Linked DNA regions of Mus musculus: region 1 is linked to region 2. The links are chromatin contacts, called in public HiChIP or PLAC-seq maps. All regions are on one chromosome and are shown on one strand. The core of a region is the stretch at or near the end of the contact, and the rest is flanking DNA. Distances in the headings are between cores, read along the strand shown.

Evidence for each region. HiChIP or PLAC-seq counts read pairs in DNA pulled down with a chosen protein or histone mark.
Region 1: a contact with region 2 is called in an H3K27ac HiChIP or PLAC-seq map of heart atrium, with 7 times the contacts expected there. The contact joins two enhancer-like sites. A contact is called at or near these places in 3 of 484 Hi-C or Micro-C datasets (the HL-1 cell line, cortical neurons and uterus), 5 of 115 datasets of contacts at active chromatin or transcription factors (cardiomyocytes, craniofacial prominence, embryonic forebrain and 2 more) and 3 of 9 other capture datasets (adipose tissue, liver and pancreatic islet).

What each region holds. Positions count from the first base shown.
Region 1 is chr3:82,331,387-82,336,678 of GRCm38.p6, forward strand. No RefSeq gene overlaps it. Among named protein-coding and RNA genes, the nearest start is that of Map9, 24 kb to the right of the region's middle. Within about 2 kb of position 2,350, at least 38 of the 459 cell types and tissues checked have an H3K27ac peak or open chromatin away from gene starts, as enhancers often do. A contact at or near this core is called in heart atrium, where this site is marked.
Region 2 is chr3:82,109,398-82,114,596 of GRCm38.p6, forward strand. Gucy1a1 (guanylate cyclase 1, soluble, alpha 1) reads right to left here. Exons shown (of 9, transcript NM_021896.6): 3 at 3,875-3,936; 4 at 1,756-1,814. Among named protein-coding and RNA genes, the nearest start is that of Mir7010, 5.7 kb to the left of the region's middle. Within about 2 kb of position 3,239, at least 24 of the 459 cell types and tissues checked have an H3K27ac peak or open chromatin away from gene starts, as enhancers often do. A contact at or near this core is called in heart atrium, where this site is marked.

The DNA of each region.
Region 1 (5,292 bases), core at 1,100-3,599, 220 kb after region 2:
CCATAAAATGCAAGATACCCATGTTGTACTCCACAGACCTAAAAAAGCTAAACAAGAAGGAACATCCAAATGAGGATATTTGAATCTCACTCAGAAGAGGGAAGAAAATAGTCATGGGGGCATATGAAAGGTGGAAGAGGGAATGAGAAGGGATATGGAGGAGGAATGGGGAGATTCAGGATCAGATGTGAGAAGGTATAGGAGAGATGGCCAGATAGCAGGAATGGGGAGATAGGGAACATCTAGAAGTTATGGTAGAGACTTGCCATATGGGAGGCACCTAAGAATCAATGGGGGTGTCCATAGCTGAGACTCATAGCAGTGGGGATATGAAACTTTAAGAGACTACTTCCTGTACCTATGCAGGAACCCTAGTGGAATGATAGAAACTTTCACAAAACTTTCAACCCAAATTTTATCCTGTTTACAAGAAATGCAGGAAGGGGGCTAACTGATAAGTGGCCCAACTTGAGACCCATCCCATGGGTGAGCATCAATCCCCAATGATACTCTGTTACGCTTGAAGACAGGGGTCTAACATGGCTGTCCTATGAGAGGCTCCACCAAGCACCTGACTCAGAGGGAGGCAGAGACCCACAGCCAAACAGTGATGGAGCTTGGGGACTCCTGTGGAAGAAATGGGCTTGTAGGGCCCAAAGCAGGTAGGAACTCCATAAGAAGACCAACAGAATCAAATAACCCGGAACCCTGGGGCTCTCAGAGATGGGCTGTACCTACCCCTACTCCCTAAACAAATGTAGCAGATGTATAGCTTGGTCTTCATATGGGTTCTGAGCACCTAGAGCAGGGGCTATCACAAAAGCTGTTGCCTGTCTCTGGGATATGTTCTTCTAGCTGGTCTGCCTTGTGTGGCCTCAGTGGGAGCAGATGTACCAAGACTTGATGTGCCAGGGAGAGGGCATACCCAGGGGAGAAGGGAAAAGGACTGTTGGAAGGGGTGACCAACAGAAGGAGCAGTGAGTGGGATGTAAATTAAGTAAGTAAGTAAATAAATAAATAAATAAATGAATAAATAAATTAAATAATTATAGATGCCTTAGAAAGAAAATCCCTTTTTCCTGAGAACTCCTAAGGCAGTTACCAAGACTCCTTACATGAGAAGCACTAGCTGGTAATATTTTGCCTCCTCAAAGACCTTAAAACCCTTAAGAACTCATAAAGCCTGGAAAGGGATGGCCCTGGAGCCTACGCTTCATTAGTTTCATGATAAATCTGTTTGGTTTGCATTAATTAGTTTATGCTAATATGAAGAACCAAGTATTTCTTAGGTCTTCTATTCAGTGCACAGGAGATGCACAGCTGGAAAAGCCTAGAGAGATAGCAGCTTGAGACACAGAGTGGGAACGACAGCAGCCTGGCCGGGTTTGCTTTATACATGTTATACACCGGTGGGTTTTCCAACCTTTCTCAGAATGTAGCAAGTGAAGGCATTGCTCAGAGGACATTGCTTCTCCACATCTCACTTCCTCTAACTTCAGAGTCTGTCATACTTTAAATCTTTCCTTTTAAATACACAAAAGCTTATTTTATCTGTACCAGAACATATCATAGAAAGTATCTTTAATAAACAGATATGCAAATATACCGGTTTTCAAACTCATTTGCATTTAATATCTTTATATATTATACTAGAAATATTCAATAACTCTCAGTAATAAATAATAATAATAATAATGAAGAAGAAAAAAATAAAGTTGGGAGGGAACAAAGAAAGAGAAAACAGTTTGGTAAAAGTTGAAAGGAGGTGGTGGGTAATAAGATCAAAAGATATTGTTTAAATGCACTTTTCTAAAACCTCTTAAAACAACAGTTTCAAACAAACTTGTGTGATCACAATGACTACGTAATGGCAGCCCAGCAATGCCACCTGGGCTTGAGTGTCTGGAGTGTAGTAAAGGGGACAGAGTTCTCTGCGTTGTCTGCTGTGAGCATAGCCCAGGCTCTGCTCTTGAGTCGGGATCCTAGTTTCTGGTCCTTGGTGGGCTCATGATGTCCTCACTGAAAATGATCCTACATTAAAGGACCTTTTTGAGTTATGCAAACCTCTAAACTAGAATTTCAGAGGACAAAGTCTGCCATTCTCTGAGCAAATGTCAGGGTCCCGTGCTTCTTCCTTCCTCTCCAGAGCTGGGGGTGGGGGTGGGGGTGGGGGAGTGGGTGTCCGTCTAAGCAGGCAGGCAATGAAATTCTGTTGAATCAGGAATCTTACGTTCTCAGTCCTAAACGTGATATCCTAAACTTAAGTAGCATGTGCTCTTTTCGTTAGTACACGGCAGTGAGACAAAAATAAAAAGATGGTCAAAGGACAAATTCTGTTTTCCTTTAGAGACCTTTCCCCTAGAAATGGTTCATTAGACAAAGAGAAAACTAGGAACTAATGACCGACTGTTCCTCAGGCGCAGTCGCTGCAGCATTGCGTTATACTGCCCCCTGGAGGTTATCTGCTGCCGTTGCACAAGTTCACGCTGTTGAAATAAAAAAAAACGTTGTGTGCTCAACAATTGGCCAGGGAAATGTTTTCAAGTGTTTCTGTTGTTATTTTGTTTTGGTTTTGTTTATGTTTTAGAGTCGCGAGAGAGCTTATAGGAATTCCTGAAGCTTTTTGAGACATTAAGAAACCTCTTCCTGTTAGAATTCAGACTGCATTTAAATTTTGGATGACAGAAAATACATACAGCAGTATTGCTTACATTTGAGTACGTCAGCTTCTGGAGGTACATTGTCTCCATATGAATGTTGGAGATATATTGGAAGAAATGAAAGTAGGAGGAAGATGGGACATGAAAAGGCAAACAAAGGCAGAGCTGGTGAAAGAGGGAGAACTTAGAGTATAAAGTATCCAGTCTGAACTGTAAGGCTCCAGTATCACTAGTTTCTTTCTATCAGGCACAGTGCTGGACCACAGCCGTCCAGCCCCACAGCAAGCTACCCAGCCTACTCACCCAGCGTCCCTGTGCCAGGTCAGCACCTCCTCACTGCTCCTCTCTTCAGAACCGGATGATCCAGGAGAGAGATGGGTGCTTTACAAGGAAGAGTGCAGTGGGGCCTCACTGCGGGGAAAGGTGTGATTGTGCCTACAGGATTGAGTCAAGAGAAGATTCCAGAAAGACAGTTACTAAACGTGAATATAAGTATAAAAACTGTGCAAACTATAAACACTGTATAAAAACATACAATAATTCACACTTTCTTCATATGGGCTTCAGGTCAAATACATTTCCTTGCATGCAATTATTTAACATACAAGAAAAGAAATTCTAGATATTTGTTGAGTCCCACGGGGCATTTTGACACATCTCTTCATTTTGTCATGTTTAAGTGCAATGAAACTTCAATTGGATCTTTATATCAAGACATTCAAAATCCTTCTGTCTATGTTTTTGAAGTTATTATTAAGTCACCTGCTCTGGAAGAACAGACCAGAATACTTGATACTGTCTAATTATCACATAGTGTCCCATCCCTGGCCTTTTCTGGAAGGCTTTACTATCTGATTAAACAGTTTAGCCCAATCAGAAAACAGTTAAACCTTACATTAGAGCCATTTGCTTGTAACAATGTTCAATCTACATATACCTGTAGATAGACACTCTTCCTACCACTAATCAGCCACACTTTCATAGGCAAATTATAGAGAGAAGGGGAGAGATGGAGAGGGAAATGGAGAGGGAGACTGAGATGGAGAGGGACACAGAGGAGAATGTTGTATAGAATAAATTCATATATTTACCAGTAAGCTGAGGCAGATCTTTAGACTTTTCTAAGGTGATTTTTATGAAATTTACGTTGGCTAACAAAATTTTTATTGAATTGGAAAATCTCTCAGAATCTTTCTCCATGCAAAGGAAATGAATAGTACTTCTTTTTAAAAAAAACATAATGATGCTTTATGAGACAATCAGTGTCTTATTCATAGCATCTAGAAAACACATTTATTCTTCACCCCAAACCTAGCCTTGTACTTAGCTCATTTGATTTGGAGAAGTTTAACCCCAAGATTTGAGAGAACAGAGTCCTGGCTATACATTAAATGGTGAGGTAAGCCTATTCCCACCATCTGCATCTTCCTCCCCACAGTGATGAACAGCTGTGCAGCTCCACTTCCTGCTGTCAGTCAAGCCACCAATGAGATCCCCCAGAAAAAGTGAGAAGACAGCTCAGAGCATTTGCATTGGCTTAAGTTCTTCTTATGTGCTGAAGACTAGTTTTCCCCACGATTAACTTTCTGTTATTGTTTTTATTATTTTTTTTATCTTTTCTTGGCTTTTAAATTGTTTGTCTGTTTTGAGACAGGGTTTCTCTATGTAGTCCTGGCTGCCCTGGAACTTACTATGTAAACCTCAAACTCAGAGAGGTCCCCGTGTTCTACCTCTGAAATTCTGGGATCAAAACAATGACCACTACATCTGGCTGACTTTTCAAATTTTATCTGAGATTCTTTTTTATACTCTATTCTGATCATGATTTGCCTCTCCCCGAACTCCTGTCGGATCCTCCTTGCCCACTCAACCCTATGAACAAACAAAAACAAAGTCAACAACAACGACAACAAAAAAACAAAACACACACACACACACACCAGAAACGTACAAGCAAAAGACCAATAAAACAAAAACAAAAAATGCCCAAACAAAACAAAATGAAGCAAAAAGTCTACAATGATATCATTGAGTTTGTTATTTGCTGGCCAACAACTCCTGTGGATAAGGCCTACTCTGAAGTGTAGTTATTATATCTAAGGAGATTCTATTGGGGGAAACAAACTTTTGCTTTGTCAGTAATATCAACTGCAGATGGTTCCTTTGTTGGGCTGGGCCCTGTGTCTACTTCCCCTCCAAGCACTGGGACCCCATCCATCTTGAACTTGCACTGTTAATTTTTTAACTTTGAGACTCCTGATTTTATGTTTTATGTTTCAGGGTACCCAACTTCTAATAACTACACAAGTAAGCCTGCATGGAGGAGGTGACTTTAAAGCTTGTTTTGAATTACAATATTGCTCAAATATGAAGTTAGGGCTTGGCTTGCTCAGCAATACTGATGTAAGTCAAACAAGTTGGGTTAAATGACATCCTTTATAATAGATGATGGTTTCCTGCCAAAGGATTACATTTCCCAGCTTCCCTTGCAGATACAGTGGTCCTCTCACCCCTATGAAGCACAATCCATCTACCTCTGGAGATATCAGCTTCATCAGGAGGCATTTTGGCCATCTGTATGGATAGGTGACAAAGATGGCCCTCATTAGCCTAAAGTTAGACCAAGCCTCTT
Region 2 (5,199 bases), core at 1,989-4,488:
TTCCTTTACTGTTTTCAGAGTTCTAACTCAAATCTAATGCTCACACTCAGATTATCAACAAAAGTCTCCTTTTAGAACTCTTGTGACTCTGAGCACCAGTCCACAAATGGTTTATGTTGAACAGAGAATGCGTAGTTAAGTGGAATGTGTGACTTTTTAATCTCTCACAAGTACAACTAGAGTTCCAAGGTTAAGTCCATCTCAGAGGAAGCCTATCTGTCTTTCTCTTAACCACACAATGTGTTTCTGCTTAAAGTGTACTCTACCCAGAAAGGTCAGAGTATACGCCTCAGTGTAAGAGTCACAACTGAAATGAATTTAAAACATGAAACTCAATTACATTTGGAGATGATTCCATGATAGTTTTTTTGTTTGTTTGTTTTTTGTTTGTTTGGTTTGGTTTGGTTTGGTTTGGTTTTTTGGTTATTTGATGTACCCTGAGTGAAGATTTCCATGAATTATATCATTCACCTTCAGCATCTTCTTCCTAAGGTTCCTGCTTGTCTCCATATTCTGGGTACTATATTTTTTATCATTTCTTTTGTGATAATAATATAATTGCATTCTATCCCTTACCTTCTTTGAGATCTACCCATACACGCCTCCTTGATCTCTTTCAAACTTATGACCCCTCTTTTTCATTAATTGTTGTTACATACATATACACATCTGTATATTCACATATATCTCCAAAAAAAAAAACCCTGCTCAGTTTGTACTATGTTATTTGTATGCATGTTTTCAGGGCAGGCCATTTGGTACTGGGCGACATATTGGTGCGTTCTTCTCCTAGGAAGACTATTCCTACTACACTGAGGATTTCGTAGTTGCTTATAGTTCTTTGTTTAGACTTGAACCTTGTGGGCTTTTCTCCAGTTTGGCCTGCCCATAGGTGTGGTCCTTGATCAGCTCATGTTTGGACAGTCCTGTTGGTGAGACATTATGGGCACAGCTTTTTATATTACTAGGAGATAAAATCTTACAGTCAACTCCCTGGTCCTTTGACTTTTCAGGTCTTTCTATCCCCTCTTCTACAATGTGACCATTGAGACTGCACTCCACAACTCCATACTTGGATTGGTTGTGGTTTTCTGTTATGGTCTGCTCCTGTTGCAGAGATGTTTCAAACATTTTTTCCCCTTTGTAAAGTGGGAAACAGTGCTACTCTCTTTGAGGAATATTGTGATGTGTGGGAGTTTTGTTTAGAAGAGTGTCTTCCAAGAATGGTTTAATATAAAGTAGCCATTGTTACCGCTATATTTCTTAGAAGTACTACTTTTCCTAGCCTAAAATTTCTCAGTTTTCATGCCCATACTCTGTAAAAGGCTCAACAGCAGTCTCTATCTCTTTCCCCTGAGGCTAATTATTAACGTGAGAACTCTGCCAGACTATATTCCCGTGATTGCCTCCAGCCTTTGAAAACACTCCTCAATTTGCCTTATTGAGCAGAATTTTTCATGGACAAATGAGAAAGACATAGTTTGGTTTGAAACCAAAGTCTGTGACTGTGAAAGTCTGGGAATCAGCTTCGCACCCAGGTTTATCTAACTCTCAGCAAATTAACAGCAGGAAAGGAGGAATGCTTGAGGCCACGTGTAGTATAGAAGGGGTTACTCTGCATTAACACACACAGAGTTCAAGGACTTCAGGCTGGGAGTCACTAACAAACAAATGCAAACATGTTGAGAGAAATATTAGTTATTCAGGGATGTGGTGTGCTTCCTAATTCCCTGTTCTCACAGTTTTATTTATTACCTGCTGCAATTGCTTCTTCTGCGATTATTTTTTCAAGGTCTTCTTTTTCTGAAGATTTCCTGGGAATAATTAAAGGTCTTAAATTAAAAGACAGATTAATGAGTGTTGAAAATTTGGATCATATACAACATATAATGATAGGTGAGAATTCTTTTCCAGAAGCAAATCTTGACATACCATATAAGATACAATCTGAAAGTCAGTGTCTTCATACATCAACTGCATGGCTTTGTCATTCATGTCTGCCTACATGGCTTTTAAAACCTTATCATTATAGTGACTGATTCTGTTGAAATTTGCCAAGTTATTCTAGCACTTTAAGGGTATAAAAGGGTATTTAATTGCAAGGTTCAACTTGCCATTAGCTGAGCCAAGTTTAAATGCAGGTATACTTCTTCTGTTTTAAATAGCATTTTAATAAAACACAGTATAATTTGAGAATTTTTAAAAGGAGACTGTTTTAAGAAGGAAAATTGGCCAGAAAAAAACTTTGTTGCATAGAAATATGATGCTTATAAGTATATAAAGTACTAAGTAGGAATATTTTATCCAAGTGGGCTGGGTATCATATTATAGCTATATACTCAATTTGGATATGGAGAGTCACAATCCTTTTTTGGATAATTCATCACAGTACCAGACTCTTATTTTTCCTTCCCTTTAAAAATCATTTCAGCAGATTTATTTTTCTAAAGAATGAGAGCAGGGCTCCTCACTCTAATACTGCCATTTTCTGACATTCATACTGTCAGATGAGTGCAGAATGGAGCTTTGTTATTCTGAAAAGCACACAATGAAGTGAGTGTAAACTAAATACTCCTTGCTTTAGCAAACACAGCATACAGAAAGTCTTGTGAGTGGCCAGCAAGACCCCCCCACCTCTACACACACACACACACACACACACACACACACAATTATGATTTTGTCCACATGTTGGGGGAGAGAGACAGGGAGAGAGAGTTCCCGCAACACTTCCCCCAGCAGCAGGCGAGGTCACAGTGACTCTTCAGATAAGAACTGGGCTCTCATCCCACTGCTTAACCCATTATTTGTGTTTTGTTTGATTACAAGTCCCAGAAATAAACTGCAGGAAACAGGATTAAGATGTGTTCATCTGCTGGCAGACCAAGGATAGCACAAACAGTAAAGTGAGGCATCAACATGCAAATGAGCAAGAAAAGTACTCAGAAGGTACGTAAGACTGAGGCAGAGCCACCTCACACAGGAGCAGGCAGGAGGAAAAGCCTACTGGTCAACAGTCAGCATCATGGACCAATGTCAGCCTCTGTATTCCTTAAGATTTCCAAAGGAAATAATTGTTGTGGATTTTACTTTTGAGGGCTCTTTTACAGGATGCACCACAGAAAACAGATTTCCATCCAGCAGCAGGGATGTTTCAGAGCACAAAGGCCTGAGAATAAATCTCAAGTGCACTGGCTGCCAAGGACTTGAGCCAACAGCTCCAGTAGCACCATAAGAATGACTTGAAGCTATCTTATCAGCCTGCCTGGGAATTAGGGGCAGAGGCGCCTGGGATGCTTGTCAGCTCTGTCCAGTAAAGAAAGCTTCTGTCAGACACAGATTCACACTCTTCTGGGCCGTTCATGACCCTTTCTTGGCTCAGTTGAGCTGCCTGCATAAAGTCTAATAGCATTTACTCAGCAGGAAAATTCAGCCCAGATTATCCATAGGGTGGACTACACTATGATAGGGAAGAGATGCACATGAAAGTGTTTGTAGAGTGTACCAACCAAGGTGTTGGTGTGCAAAACTCTATGTTGTACTTTGTAAATGTGGACTCAGTATTTATTATTCACAAATTGAATACTTAGAACAGGAATAGTCAATTTTTCTGCCAGAAGCATGTGGCCAGCTTTATTTTAAAAGCCAACTATACAAACAAGATTTAAAACAAAGCAAAAACACAATCCTATTTTCCTTCTCTTCTGAAACCTGAAAAAGTACATTTGTTCTCAAGTTTGCAGTTGCTAACACTTATTCAGTTTTTGATCTATAACAACAATCTGGTAAGTATTAATGTATTCAATAAGGTTTGATTATTTTTACACAATATTTGTGGGATGCGGGTTCATACAACTAAGGTAACTTAGCTTACCTGTTTTCTTCTATTTTATGCTTTGCCAAGGTTCTCTGAAGTGCAAGGTTCAGTCGCTCACACTGGAAAGAAAAAGAAATATTTGTAGCATTTCCTTAAGATGTCTTAAAAGGAGCCGGGCAGTGGTGGCACACGCCTTTAATCCCAGCACTTGGGAGGCAGAGGCAGGCAGATTTCTGAGTTTGAGGCCAGCATGGTCTACAAAGTGAGTTCCAGGACAGCCAGGGTTATACAGAGAAAACCTGAAACCCTGTCACAAAATTAAAAAAAATAATAAATAAATAAATAAAAAGAAAAGAAAAAGAAAAAGAAAAAAAAAGATGTTTTAAAGGGATGCAAACTTGTACTTAGTGGTTAGTGCCATGGATTTGCTATGTTGGGAACGGAGACTTCTTTCTGAAGTGTTTTTCAACCCAGGGAAGAATCAATGAGCTCAGACTATTTTTTGTTGGTGGTGTAGGGAGTCAGAGGGCCCTGCTCTTGGCCATAAGTGTCACAGAGAACCACGCTTAGTCTGGACTCACACAGAAGATGTCAGTTCTTAATGTCAGGCCTTCTCTAATGCAGGGATCCATGTCGTCACTTCCTTTGGACCAGGACGTCTCGATATACACACTCCCAATGTTGTCATTGTACAGCTCATTCTCTTCCCTTCCGAAAGGATATCTCCTCCCTTCTCACCCAAGCTCACAGTGCCCTTCCCACACACTTTACTCATGTTTCCCTTCGTCTAGTCTAAGAACCTGCAGTTATCTCTACTGCTCACTTTTTAACCCCCAAAACTAATCTGTCATCAGAAAGGTGTATTTTAAGAGTCTTGGCCTTGCCTTTATTATAATTCCCATTTTTAAAAAATCATCCTTACCAAATATTGGTACTTCCACTCTTTGATTTCTGAGTGTTTATGAGATTTCCTTTCTTGTGCTTTTGACTATCTACTGATCTATTTTAATGAATCTTTCTTTGCACTTGATAAACAAGGAAAGGCATCGATGAGAAGCGTTCAGCTTCCGATTCTGGATGAAAGTCACACATGTCTGTGCATGGGTACATGATCGTCGACTCTTGTTTTCACTTTACACACAGAAAAGTCAAGAACTTTCTGGATATGATCCAAGTTGGGAAATTCATTTTGCCTTAATCTATTCATATCTCTCATAGAGTTTCCACTAGTCACAGAAGGCAATGTTGAAAAAAAAAAAAAGGAGAGGAGAGGAGAGCTTTTTTGAAAAGGGCTTTGAATTCTAAATATGTAAATCAAGCTTAGAAAATAGATACAAAATTTATTCAATGAAAATGCAATCACTAAAAAGAAATCATAAAGA